Linked DNA regions of Macaca mulatta: region 2 is linked to region 1. Evidence: chromatin contacts called from public Hi-C data. All regions are on one chromosome and are shown on one strand. Each heading gives the region's core, a stretch centred on a gene start, on an enhancer-like site or on the middle of the called end of the contact. The rest is flanking DNA. Distances are from core to core; before and after follow the strand shown. Region 1 holds the start of LRFN1 (leucine rich repeat and fibronectin type III domain containing 1). Region 2 holds the start of PAF1 (PAF1 homolog, Paf1/RNA polymerase II complex component).

Region 1 (6,255 bases), core at 2,612-5,111:
CACATACACACACACACCCCCCCCCAACAATGACAAAAATACTAAGTTACCTGTCACCACCCCTACCCCATTGCCTCTTGGACCTTGCCCTTCATTGGCCCTCTTTTTGCTCACTCCACTCCAGCAATGCTGGCCTCTTTGTGGTTCTGTGAATGATCCTACCACATGGCCTTTGCGCTTGCTGTTTTCTCTTTCCGGAACCCCCTCTTTCTCCTTCATTCCTTCAGATTTCTGTTTCAGTCTCACCTAATGAAAGACGCCTTTCCCCATGTAAATTAACTCTGGCTGCATCACTCCATTCTCTTAGCTGCTTTCTTGTTGTTTATTTATTTGTTTGTTTATTTACAGACATAGTCTGTCACCTGGGCTACAGTGCAATGGCAAATCTCTGCTTATTGCAACCTCCGCCTCCTGGGTTCAAGTGATTCTCCTGCCTCACCCTCCTGAGTAGCTGGGACTACAGGCACGTGCCACTATGCCCAGTTAATTTTTGGCATTTTTAGTAGAGACAGGGTTTTGCCACTTTGGCCAGGCTGGTCTCAAACTCCTGGCCTCAAGTGATCCACTGGCCTCAGCCTCCCAAAGTGCTGAGATTACAGGTGTGAGTCACCATGCCCGGCCACTGCTTTCTTTTTCTCCTTGGAAAGTAACACAAAGTAACACTGTATTTCCTTATTGTTTGTGTCCCCAGGAACTAGAATATACGTTTTTTTTTTTTGGTTTTTTGTTGTTGTTTTTTTTTTTTTTTTTTTTTTTTTGAGATGGAGTTTCACTGTTGTTGCCCAGGCTGGAGTGCAATGGCATGATCTTGGCTCACTACAACCTCCGCCACTCGGGGTTCAAGCAATTCTCCTGCCTCAGCCTCCCAACTAGCTGGGACTACAGGCATGCGCCACCACGCTCCGCTAATTTTGTATTTTTAGTAGAGACAGGGTTTCACGTCATGTTGGTCAGGCTGGTCTCGAACTCCTGACCTCAAGTGATCCACCTTCCTTGGCCTCCCATAATGCTGGGATTACAGGTATGAGTCACCGCACTCATCCTACGGTTGTATTTTTAGCACCTTAAGCAGAGCCTGGCACATATTGGATACTCAAGAAATATATATATATATATATATATATATATATATATTTTTTTTTTTTTTTTTTTTTTTTTTTTTGAGACGGAGTCTCGCTCTGTGGCCCAGGCTGGAGTGCAGTGGCACGATCTCGGCTCACTGCAAGCTCCACCTCCTGGGTTTACGCCATTCTCCAGCCTCAGCCTCCTGAGTAGCTGGGACTACAGGCGCCCGCCACCGCGCCCGGCTAATTTTTTGTATTTTTAGTAGAGACGGGGTTTCACCGTGGTCTCGATCTCCTGACCTTGTGATCCGCCCGCCTCGGCCTCCCAAAGTGCTGGGATTACAGGCGTGAGCCACCGCGCCCGGCAAGAAATATTATTGAATGAATTAATGAACCAGCAGTTATCAAGCACAATCATTTTATACAGTGTGAAGGCTGTTGCTTAAATGCAGGAGGTAGTGGATGGGGTTTGTGACATGGCCCCACCCTGGTGAAATGGCCTTTCCTCAAAGCGTCTATGCCACACTGTCCTGGTCTTCCTCTCTCTGGCTGCCCTTTTCAATATTCATCGACAGTGTCAATTCCTTTGCTCAAATCCTGCCTCTCCGTTTCAGAGTTCTGTTCATTCCCTGTCTCCAATGATCCTTCACACCCTCCCCGCGCTAGACCCCTAACTCCCACAGCCTCAATTACCATCTTTGACGATTCTTAAATCTTGGTCTCCAGCCTCAATTTCTCTCTTAAGCTCCAGACCCGGGGTTTGTGTACCTCCTGGACCTCGCTGCTAGGCATCCACATTGGGCTTAGTATCTTCCCAACCTGCTTCTCCTCTGGGGCCCAATCTCCCGGCCAGAGGGCCTGGTTCTAAACTTTTCTCCCCCTTCCACTCCATGGCCAGCCAGTTTCAGGGCCCGTTTGCTCTGCCTCCAGGGCGTCCCTCCCACCTGCACCTCCTTCCCTCCCCACAGTCCCTCCCTTGTGCAAACCCCCCTCTTTCTTCCCCAACTCCTCCCCCAGCTGTCTTCCTGGACTCCTGACCCCGTTTCATTCCCTCCAATCCGCCCTCCATGTATAAGCCAGAGAGACAGCTCTCCAAAACCCCCGACTCACCATGATCCTCCCCGGCTTGAAGCCCTTCAGGGCTCCCTAGTGCCCTCGGGACAAGTCCAAACTCTCTCAAGTGGCCAAACAACTGGCCTCTGCTCGTTCCTCACCCCTCCCTGTCTTCAACTCGACCCTCGACCCCGACTGGCTCTCTGAGTGCCTGTAACAAGCCAGATCTCTGTCACCGAGAGCCTTCTGAACACAGATCCCTCTGATTAGTTCACCCAGACCCAAGACAGTTTGTGGAACGCCCAGATCACAACCAAAGTCATAGCAACAACTCCCGTTTATTGGCGGCCTCCTTGATCCCGAGCGCTTTCTGTGCATTCGCTTCCCACCCTAACGGCTAGATCTCGCCTCGCCATTCCCATCGGAGAGAGCAAGCGGCAGGCTCAGAACAGCGCGATGAGAAAGCCGAGCCCCCCAAAGCCCGAGTGCAGACGCCTACCGGGGACAGCGTTGGGTGGGGCGGGCCACCCAAGGGGCGGGGAAGAGGAGGACTGGAACGTCTGAATCGGGAACTGCGACTTCGCTCCGGGCAGCTGGGGTGGACGCGCGCGAGCCTGCCCCCTGCGGGCCTGGAGGCCCAATCCCAGGCTCCGCCGGGCCCGTTACCCTAGGCAACGCCGCGCGCGCCCCGCCCCCTCCCCGCCCCCCAGCCCCAAACCCCAGGCCTGACCGACTGCCCGTCACCCCCACGTCCGACCAATCCCGCCGAGGAGGGGGCGGGCCTCTTGGGTCCCGTTCCACCACCGTCGCTCCTCTCCTCGCCGGGACCCCGCCTTACTCGGCTCACACCTCCCGCCCTTCGGGCTGCCCTCGCCGCCCGTTGGCTGGCGCGCCGTTCGTCACCCGGGCGTGAGCTAATGCCGGCGCGCGGCGGCCCCCGTCGGGGCGGGGCCAGGGGCGGTGACGCACGGCGCGGTGACGCAGCGCGGCGGCGGCGGCGGCGGCGGCGGCGGCGGTGGTCGGTGCGGGAGGAGGGAGGGGAGCTTGCGGGCCCGAGAGGGGGCGACGGCGGCAGCGGTGGCCTGAGGAGGCCCGAGCGGCGGCGGTGGTGGCGAAGGCCGAGGCGGTGAGTCTCGGGCCGGGCCGGCGCGGGGCGGCGGCGGGTCAGGGCGCGCGGGGCTCCCCTCAGGGCGACCCAGGCCGCGCGGGCGGCCCCGCCCCCTCAGGGACCCCGAACCGCGGGCGGCGGCGGCGGGCGGGTGCGGAGCGCGGGCTTCGGGGGTCGGGCCCACGGGAGAAGCCCCGCGCCCGTCCCCAGTCTCCCTCCTGGGCCCTGGCAGAAGCTTCTCTCCGAAATCCTCCCCGTGCCCTCGGGATTGCCGAAGGGCCGGGCCGGGGGCCCCTCCTCAGGACCCCACGCACATCCTCCTCGGAGAGCCCCGGAAACCCTGCCGAGCCCCCGTGTGCGCCCCGAAAGGTCCCTGCAGAACCCACCTCTCCCGTGGAGCCGCCTCCCCGAGCCCTTCGAGGGTCTCGGCAGCCTTCCTTGCAGACCCCCACTCTTTGGCCCCGAAGCCCCCGTCGTCCTCCTGTCTCCAGAAATAGTCCTCGGAGGCCATTCCTCGTCCATTCCACAGCGTGGCTCTCATAGCTGCTCCAGGAGCCTTCCTCACGAGCTCTGCACACCTCCCCAAGGCTCCCTCCGGACCCCTGTCCGTTCCAGAACTCTCCCCCAGAGCCCTGCCTCTCACAGCCCAACAGGCTCACCCCCGACTTCCCCCTCCCAGATCCTAAGAATTTTCCCTCCTACTTACCCCATTCCAGAAACCTCCTTGGAGATTTTCCGCTCATACCCCCTGCATTTCTGAGTCCCCCTCCCAGAAGTCCTTCAGAATGCCCCCGAAGAACCCTGATCATCTTCCCTGAAGATCTCCTTCCCATATCCCCAAAATAAATCTTCCTCACAGACTTTCTGAAATGCCCCCAGATCCCGAAAACTCACCTGGAAGACCCCATCCCACTCCCCACCATATTGCAACCTTCTCTAATACACACTCCCCCTTCACGTATCCCTCTGGATCTTTCCACAGATCCCAAAAGTCTCCCCCAGAGGCCTCCTGTCTCCCCCTGGTCTCACCACCCTGAAATGCCCTAGAGATCACCCTCAGGTAGCCCAACCATCTTCCCCGGGACCCCCTTCCCCACCCCCACTCATTCTTAAAGTCTCCAGCGATTGCCTGAAATCTCCAGAGGACTCTCAATTTCATATTTCAAAAGCTTCTTCCAAAACCCCTTTTACATACTCCACATATTTTCCAGTCCCCCACATCACACGCTCCAAAAATGGTTTAAGGATCCTGAAAACTTTCCTCATGGTTTATCTCTCAGATCCCCTAGAACTCCCCTTCACTTACACTTCAGAATCCCCCCTTGCAGACCGGTTTTAGAGGAATTTTCTAAAGATCCTCCTCACAACCCCTGTAAGACCGTAAGATTCTCTTGGTGACCCCTCTGAGATGCAGGTTTTCAGGACCCCCCCCCCCCACACACACACACACACAGCTTAGAGACTCCAGCAAACCCCTGGAACCCTCCTGATGTTGTTCTTGAAATCCCTCCAAGACCTTCCTGACACCCCCAGAACCCCTTGAATCAATACTTCTGCCTTACTAAGGGACTTTTCTGGAGATGTCACTCCCTGAACTTGCTCACACAGGTCCCCTAAATCCTCTAGAATCCCCTGAAGAAGACCCTCACACACACCTAATTTCCCCCCAAAATAACCCTCTGAGCTCCTGCTCTGAGAAAGTCCTAGAATTCTTTCTGAAAAACCCACTCCTCTGACACTCAGAAGACCCCGCCTTCCCCATGTACTCTTTTGGAGACTTTACTCAGGTTTCTCCTCAACTGAGATCTCTGAAGAGTTTTTCCTAAAAAGATCACTCTGTCATCCCACTCCAGGACCAGTCTCAGAAGACCACACCTTCCTCAGACACTCTTTAGATAATTTTCTTACAAATTGCCCTCCATCAACCACCCACTCCTAGCGCTTCCTGAGACTTCCTCAGAACTTTCCCTCAGATTCCACTTCTGACATCCCCAAGAAACGTTATTCAGTACCCTATCAAATTTACCCCCTCGCTTTAGAATTCCTATTTACACCATCTCATTTCCCCATTCTCTTTCCTCTGAAGTCAACTCAGAGACCTTTCTCAGGGGGCCCCCTTTTCCTAGTATCCCTTCAGAGGCCCCCAACATTCTCCAGACTCGTCACTCAAGAGCCTCTATGTTTCCTTGTAAAGATTCTTGAGAGACACCTTTCCCCACCCCCTTGAAATCCCAATGCTCCAAGACCTTTCTTTCAGACCATTTTTCTCAGGTCCCATCCTCATAGACCCCTCTTCCCTTTCAAGATCAAGAGACACTTAACACCCTCCTTAGAGACAGGATTTTCCCCATTTCCCTTTGAGAAGCCTTCTTCCTTCTCCCCTTTGAGGGCCTCCTCACCAAAGAATCCCTTCCACTATAGCAGTGGTTCTCAAAGTGTGGTTCCTGGCCCAGCAGCAACCACATTTGTTAGAAATACACATTCTTGAGTCCTACTCAGATCTACTGAATCAGAAAACCTGGGAGCAGGGCCCAGCAATCAGAGTTTTTAACAAACAATCCTGGTCATTTTGATGCACACACAAGTTTAAGAACCTGTGCCAGCCGGGCGCGGTGGCTCAAGCCTGTAATCCCAGCACTTTGGGAGGCCGAGACGGGCGGATCACGAGGTCAGGAGATCGAGACCATCCTGGCTAACACGGTGAAACCCCGTCTCTATTAAGAAATACAAAAAAAAACTAGCCGGGCGAGGTGGCGGGCGCCTGTAGTCCCAGCTACTTGGGAGGCTGAGGCCGGAGAATGGCGTGAACCCGGGAGGCGGAGCTTGCAGTGAGCTGAGATCCGGCCACTGCACTCCAGCCTGGGTGACAGAGCGAGACTCCGTCTCAAAAAAAAAAAAAAAAAAAAAAAAAAAAAGAACCTGTGCCCTTTAAGAGGATTTCCTTTTCCCCACAAAAACCCCCTGAAAGATGCCTCAGGGTGTGCCTCTGTGCCCTACTGCTCACTGCTATTTTCCTGTTTCCCAGGAATC
Region 2 (6,255 bases), core at 1,633-4,132, 49 kb after region 1:
TTTACCAATGTGTATGACAAATTATTAGGTACAAAGGACCTCCAGCGTGGCTCTTGCATGCCCCAGGGTCTTAAGAAGCACAGATCCAGGCTAATCATCTGATTAGTGTGCTGAGTACCTGGTTTCCAACTCATTGTAGTAAACCCCGTCACCTTCTCGGAAGATGAAGAAGTAGTTTTCCTCATAGCCCTTGCTAGCTTTGTTCTTCACGTTCCAGTTGTACTCCCGAGCAATTTTGTAGTCATACCTGAGGATGAGGGCACAGGTTCAGTCCCATTTCCTCCCTATCCCTATCGCAATCCCAATCTCCAAAACTTCCCATTCCCCAAAACTTAACCCCAACCCACGCACACATCATCTGGTGCATAGTCCATCTCCTCCTCCTGGTCCCGCTTTCGTTTCTTCAACGTCTCTTCTACAGGCAGGAAATAGGCCACAAACTGGTTCCCTTCCTCATCCATCATGCCCCTGGTTGGGGGAAAAGGAGTGGCAATGAAGTGTGAGGCCAAAAGGCAGCAAGGAGCAGGCCAAGGTGGGCAGCAGGACCAACTACCTAATCATGGCCTGAGACATCATCTCCAACGCAGCTGCGCCACTTGTGTCCTTGGGGGCTGGGTCTGAGTCAAAGATCACCTGAGCACATGGATTGATCCACATCTAGGGAGATGGAGGCACTGGGGTTAGATGGGAATAGGCACAAATAGGCTGTCCCTTTCTACCTCCCACCTTGGGCCTGACCTTAAAGTCTGGGAAGACAGGCATGACCTCCACCGGTGTGACTCGGGGTTTGCTGTAGTGCTGGGAGATCTGGTGGGACAAAAACAGGGTGAAGAGCAGCTCTGCAGCCATACCCTTACCTCTCCCCATCCCAGTCCCTCAATTACTGATTTCTGGGCATCCTCAAAAGTCTTCTCAATGGCTGTGATCTGGCTATCCCTGTCTTTGTATATTTCTTCCTCGGTAAACTGCTGCTTCACAGAAACCCCAATCCTAGGAATGAAGAAAAAGGCCTTTAGGGGCCACTGGACACACCTGGCATCTCCACCTTCCCTCTCTCCCTGTTTGCAACTTACTTGACCTCAGGCTTCTCATTGGAGATGCCGTAACGGTTAAACTCAGTGGAGATGTACTCTGTCTTTCGCATCCATGGCACCACCTTCGCGTGCTGCTGGGATCTGGGGTAGGAAATCAGGTGCCTCAGAACCCCACCGCCCTCCTGCTTGTAGGGCCCACCGGAGCCAGTCCCCAGCACCCATTTGCTACCTGCTCACCTCTTGGAGCTGGTGGGGGCCTGAATCTCCTCTTCCAAAAGTTTCTCATCAGCTGGATCTAGAAGAACTAGAGAGCGGGGCGGGGGGAGGGGGGAAGGAGGACCATGAAGGAGGCCCAGGTCCTTTGCTGCCCTAGAGCAGACCCTCCCTGTCTCCCCACACACCATTGGGGTCGATGCGGTAGGTGTCAGGATTGATGAGATCGATGGTGACCCCCAGGTCTGGCTCAGTCAGGAGGTCATGTTTGTGCTGTTTCTCCAACGAAGTGGCTTTGTACTGGACGAACCTGGGTGGGGAAACACCTCTTGTGGTGTCTGGATTCCAGCTTCACCCCTCACAGCCCTGCTTCTCAGAGGCGAAGCTTCTTTGGGGAGGAACTCAGAATGAAGTGTCCCCCATGGCGGAGTCTGAAAGCTGGCTCCCCAGTGGGAAGGGACTTGGACACTGCTTGCTCCATTCATTAACAAACAATTGAGCAGCTACTACTATGTGCTAGGCAGGTACTGTGCTAGGCCCTGAGCAAACAGCAGCCGACGAGACAAGCAGTCCCTGCCTTCAAATAACTCATACCTGAATAGTTTTCCCATTCTTAGTCTCACCTGTTCTGGTCGAAGGGGTAGGTGATGAACTTGGGGTCGAAGGGGATATCAGGGAGGCTATTGCAGTACTTGACTCGGCAGACCACTCCAGACCTAGGAACGTTAGTGGCTCAAAAGTGGGTCCCCGCTGCCCCACCTCTGCTCCCAGCCCCACTGCCCCACCGCTCCTGGGAAAGCACAGTGAGGCTCACCTCTCAGGCAGAGTCCGGTGGGAATTGGGCCTAGTGGAGAAGAAAGACAGTGATAGGTGGAGAGGACGGGATTGACAGGAGAATGAAAAAGGCTTCCCCAACCTTTCAAAAAGTAGAAGGAGGGATGACAAATGCTGGTTTCTTTTGGTGGTGGGGGGTGTCCAAATGCTTTAATGGAGGGAAACAAATGTTCAACTTATTTAGAAAGAAGAGCCCCCAAAAGCTTTAATGAACAAGGCCAAGTGCTCCATCCCTTTTGCAGGGGATGGCTTCAAGTGCTTTAATAAAGAACCATGTACTCAATCGTCTTTGGAAGAGGGGTCTCCAAACGCTTGACTGGAAGGATCCCTTCTGGAGAGTCTCCAAAAGCTTAATCCCTGAAGTGCACGGCGGGGAGGAGGGGAACACCTGAATCTCAGAAGGAACCCGCTCCCTTCGTCAAAGGTGAGCGCTCCATGACGTCACGGGCAGACCTGGGGGCTGGTGACGTTGTCCAGCAGAAACCCTATCCCGATCCCCCACCTTGCTGAAACAGAAAACCGTGGCGCCTACCTGTGGCCATCCTCCCGCTGGGCCTGGGTCTGGATGGTGGGCGCCATAGCGACGAGGCGACGGCAGCCCGGACGGGGTCCTAGCGGGGCCGAAGGGGGACGCGGAGGGGCGTGCCGACTTCAGGGGACGCCTGATCCGAGGCAGGCCCAGGTTGGCGCCGCTCCCCGCGGAAAGTGAGATGAGGTGGGCGGGCAAGAAGTGCTCCAGCGAGACTCAGGTGAACGCGCAGGCAGCACCAGGGACGGACTCGAAGCTCCTGTTCCACCAACTGCCGCCAAGACGCTGAGGACCCAACGGGGCTCCTCACGGCGCGACGCCTTCGGGGAAATGAAGTCCGGAACGGAACCACACACGGATTGGCGAGCGTCTGGGTGAAGGGCGGAGCAAGGGAGAGAGGTGCTTCTGTGATTGGTGAAAAGATCTCAGTCTGGACCTCGGATTTGAGAGTAACGTAACGTAGGAGCACCTCCTTCCCTTCCATTGGCTTAATTGCCTGCGAGGTGGGATAACTAGCAAACGGGGACTAGAAATAGGGATGTCGAACAGCAAAGCGGGGAGACGCAGTTGTGACGCACTTCCGGCGGCCTACGCGAGAAAGATGGCTGCATCCCAGCAGCAAGCTTCAGCGGCTTCCTCAGCTGCTGGTGTATCGGGTCCTAGTTCGGCTGGCGGCCCGGGTCCCCAGCAGCAGCCGCAACCGCCAGCACAACTGGTGGGCCCTGCCCAGAGCGGCCTGCTGCAGCAACAGCAACAGGACTTCGATCCTGTGCAGCGTTATAAGATGCTCATCCCGCAGCTGAAGGAGAGTCTACAGGTGATTGGCCTTAAGCAGCGAGAAGCAAACTGCATTTGGTAGTCTAACTTCAGAGGGGCGGGCCGAGGGCCAGGTTAGTCGGAGAGAGTGCTAGGCAGAAAGAGAAGTAGAACCTGCTGTTTTGGCCTGGCGCGGCGGCGCACGCCTGTGTTCCCATGCCTGTCATCCCAGCACTTTGGGAGGCTGAGGCGGGCGGATAACTTGAGGTCAGGAGTTCTAGACCAGCCTAGTGAAACCCCGTCTCTACTAAAAATACAAAAATTAGCCAGGCATGGTGGCGCGCGCCTGTAATTACAGCTACGCGGGAGGCTAACGCAGGAGAATCGTTTGAACCCAGGAGGCGGAGGTTGCAGTGAACCGAGATCGTGCCATTGCACTCCAGCCTGGGCAACACAGCGAGACTCCGTCCAAAAAAAAAAAAAAACCTGTTGTTTTATGCGAGACCTAAGCGAAGCTCGGCAGAGATGATAGAATCAGCGCTGATGTTGAGGCTGGGACTGGCTGGAGGAGTGAGGGGTTGTTTAAAGGAGAACTGAGCTCTGGTCGTTAAAGCCTGAGGAGAGGACTAGCTTATACTGAGATTCTGCCCTTGATTGATAGGTGAGGGAGGACGCTTAGATTATTGGCGAGAAGCTCAGGTGAGAGCGGACCTCTGGAACGATGGAGTGGTGACAGCTATAGGAATCGAAACAAGTATTTGGAAAGTCACGAGGGAAGGTGCCAGTTGAAAAGACCTGAGATTGAGTGATCTTAAGGAAGAGTGTTCCCTTTTGTTTTTCCATTTCCCACATGTTTTGTTTTTGTTTTGACTAGACCTTGATGAAGGTTGCAGCACAAAACTTGATTCAGAACACTAACATCGACAATGGACAGTGAGTGCAGCCCCCTTTCCCAGGATATTCCGTTGCCTCCCCAGTCTTTGAAATTCATCTTTCTTTCTCCTCCCTGCCCACCTCACCTCCTATATTTACTTTTTTTTTTTTTTTTTTTTTTTGAGACAGGGTGTCCCTCTGTCACCCAGGCTGGAATACAGTGGCACGATCTTGGCTTATTGCAGCCTTGAACACCTGAGCTCAGGTGATCCTCTTGCCTCTGCCTCCCAAGTAGCCAGGACTGCAGACATGGCTACAGACTACAGATGCCTGGCTAAGTTGTAAGATTTTTTATAGAGACAGAGTCTTGCTATGTTGCCCAGGCTGGTCTCAAACTCCTGCCCTCTAGCGATCCCCTCAGCCTCACGAATCACTCCTCCTATTTTATTTTATTTTGTTTTTGTTGTTTTGTAGAGACAGGGTCTTGCAATGTTGCCCAGGCTGGTCTCAAACTCCTGGGTTCAAACAGTCCTTCCACCTTGGCCTCCCAGAGTGCTGGGATGACAGTCATGAACCATCACAACCAATCTTTTTCTTTTTTTTTTGGAGATAAGAGTCTTGCTCTGTCGCGCAGGCTGGAGTGCAGTGGCACAGTCTCGGCTCACTGCAACCTCTGCCTCCCGGGTTCAAATGATTCTCCTGCCTCAGCCTGCCAAGTAGCTGGGACTACAGGCATGTGCCAGCACATCTGGCTAATTTTTTGTATTTTTAGTAGAGATGGGGTTTCACCATGTTGTCCAGGCTGGTCTCGAACTGCTGACCTCAGGTGATCTGCTCAACTCGGCCTCCCAAAGTGCTGGGATTACAGGCATGAGCTACCACGCCCAGTCTCCTTTTTTTTTAAACCCCGCCAGTTTTCAACCACTACTTCAGATCCCCTGGGCCTGTACCTGGTTTCCTGTTGGACACTTGGTTGGGTAGATACTGGTGTCCCAGAGATTAGAAATCAATTCTTCAGACATCCTTTTTTTCTGGTCTGTAGAAAGAGCAGTGATGGACCCATACAGCGCTTTGACAAGTGCCTGGAGGAGTTCTACGCACTCTGTGACCAGCTGGAGCTCTGCCTGGTGAGAAGCCTTCTGGACATGGGGTAACGACAGCCCTGTCCCAGTCTCCGGGGTCTTCAGAAACCCTCAGTCAGTCAGTCAACTCACACTCAACTGGGGACCTCCTGTGGGCCAGACCTGTGCTTCCACCAACACTGAGGACCCAGGGTTGCTCTGATCCTTGCCCTCACAGAGCTTTCAGTTGAGTGGAATAATAAGCACACCCCTAAACAGTGACAGCTCAGAGTGGTCAGTGCTGTGATAGGAGAAGCTTAGGCCAGAGTGGTTAGGGTTATGATTGGGGAGGCACAGGCAGAGGGATCAGGGCTGGGATGCAGAAATCTCAGCTGTGGAAGCACTGGGTGGGGATAGGAAGAGAGTGGCTTAGGGAAGGCTGCTGCTAGAGAGCACATCTGAGCAAGTCTGAAACAAAGGAGGGAAGAGGGGCAGGAGTTGAGAGGAGGGCAAGTGACTAAGAACACAACCTCCGGAGTCAGATGCACCATCAGTCTCTACCTCTGACCTCTGGGTTCCTCCTTAGGAAAATGGAGTTTCCAGGAAAACTTAGATTATGCATGTAAACTACTTAACATGATACTAGGCATATGGCAAATGTGTACTGTGGTATCATCATTATTTTGGACTGGTTTTTTTTTGTCGGGGGGACGAGGCAGGGACAGTCTCATTCTGTCACCCAGGCTGGAGTATAGTGGCACCATTTCAGCTCACTGCAGCCTCCTCCTCCTGGTTTCAAGTGATTCTGGTGCCTCAGCCTCCCAAGTAGCTAGGACTATAGGCGCACACTACCACGTCTGGCTCATTTTTGTATTTTTAGTAGACACGGGGTTTCACCATTTTGGCCAGGCTAGTCTTGAACTCCTGGCCCCAAGTGATCCGCCCGCCTCAGTCT

The links. A called contact is a pair of places that touch in the nucleus more often than the background predicts.
Region 2: a Hi-C map of cortical neurons shows a contact between it and region 1, with 2.2 times the contacts expected there. The contact joins the promoter of PAF1 here to the promoter of LRFN1 in region 1. A contact is called at or near these places in 4 of 14 Hi-C or Micro-C datasets (blood, cortical neurons, fetal cortex germinal zone and 1 more).

What each region holds. Positions count from the first base shown.
Region 1 is chr19:50,436,456-50,442,710 of T2T-MMU8v2.0, forward strand. LRFN1 (leucine rich repeat and fibronectin type III domain containing 1) reads right to left here and starts at 3,862. Exons shown (of 5, transcript XM_077982640.1): 1 at 3,612-3,862. All of the region lies in intron 1 of GMFG (glia maturation factor gamma), which reads right to left. It overlaps SAMD4B (sterile alpha motif domain containing 4B), which reads left to right and starts at 3,057. Exons shown (of 14, transcript XM_015123901.3): 1 at 3,057-3,243.
Region 2 is chr19:50,486,807-50,493,061 of T2T-MMU8v2.0, forward strand. PAF1 (PAF1 homolog, Paf1/RNA polymerase II complex component) reads right to left here and starts at 2,883. Exons shown (of 13, transcript XM_077982693.1): 1 at 2,614-2,883; 2 at 1,871-1,963; 3 at 1,436-1,557; 4 at 1,272-1,338; 5 at 1,074-1,175; 6 at 885-990; 7 at 739-807; 8 at 554-657; 9 at 352-468; 10 at 119-247. The coding sequence starts at 2,660. All of the region lies in intron 1 of GMFG (glia maturation factor gamma), which reads right to left. MED29 (mediator complex subunit 29) reads left to right here and starts at 3,132. Exons shown (of 4, transcript NM_001266003.1): 1 at 3,132-3,427; 2 at 4,241-4,299; 3 at 5,282-5,366. The coding sequence starts at 3,149. LOC144337486 (a long non-coding RNA gene) reads right to left here. Exons shown (of 3, transcript XR_013410671.1): 2 at 5,097-6,255; 3 at 3,220-3,586.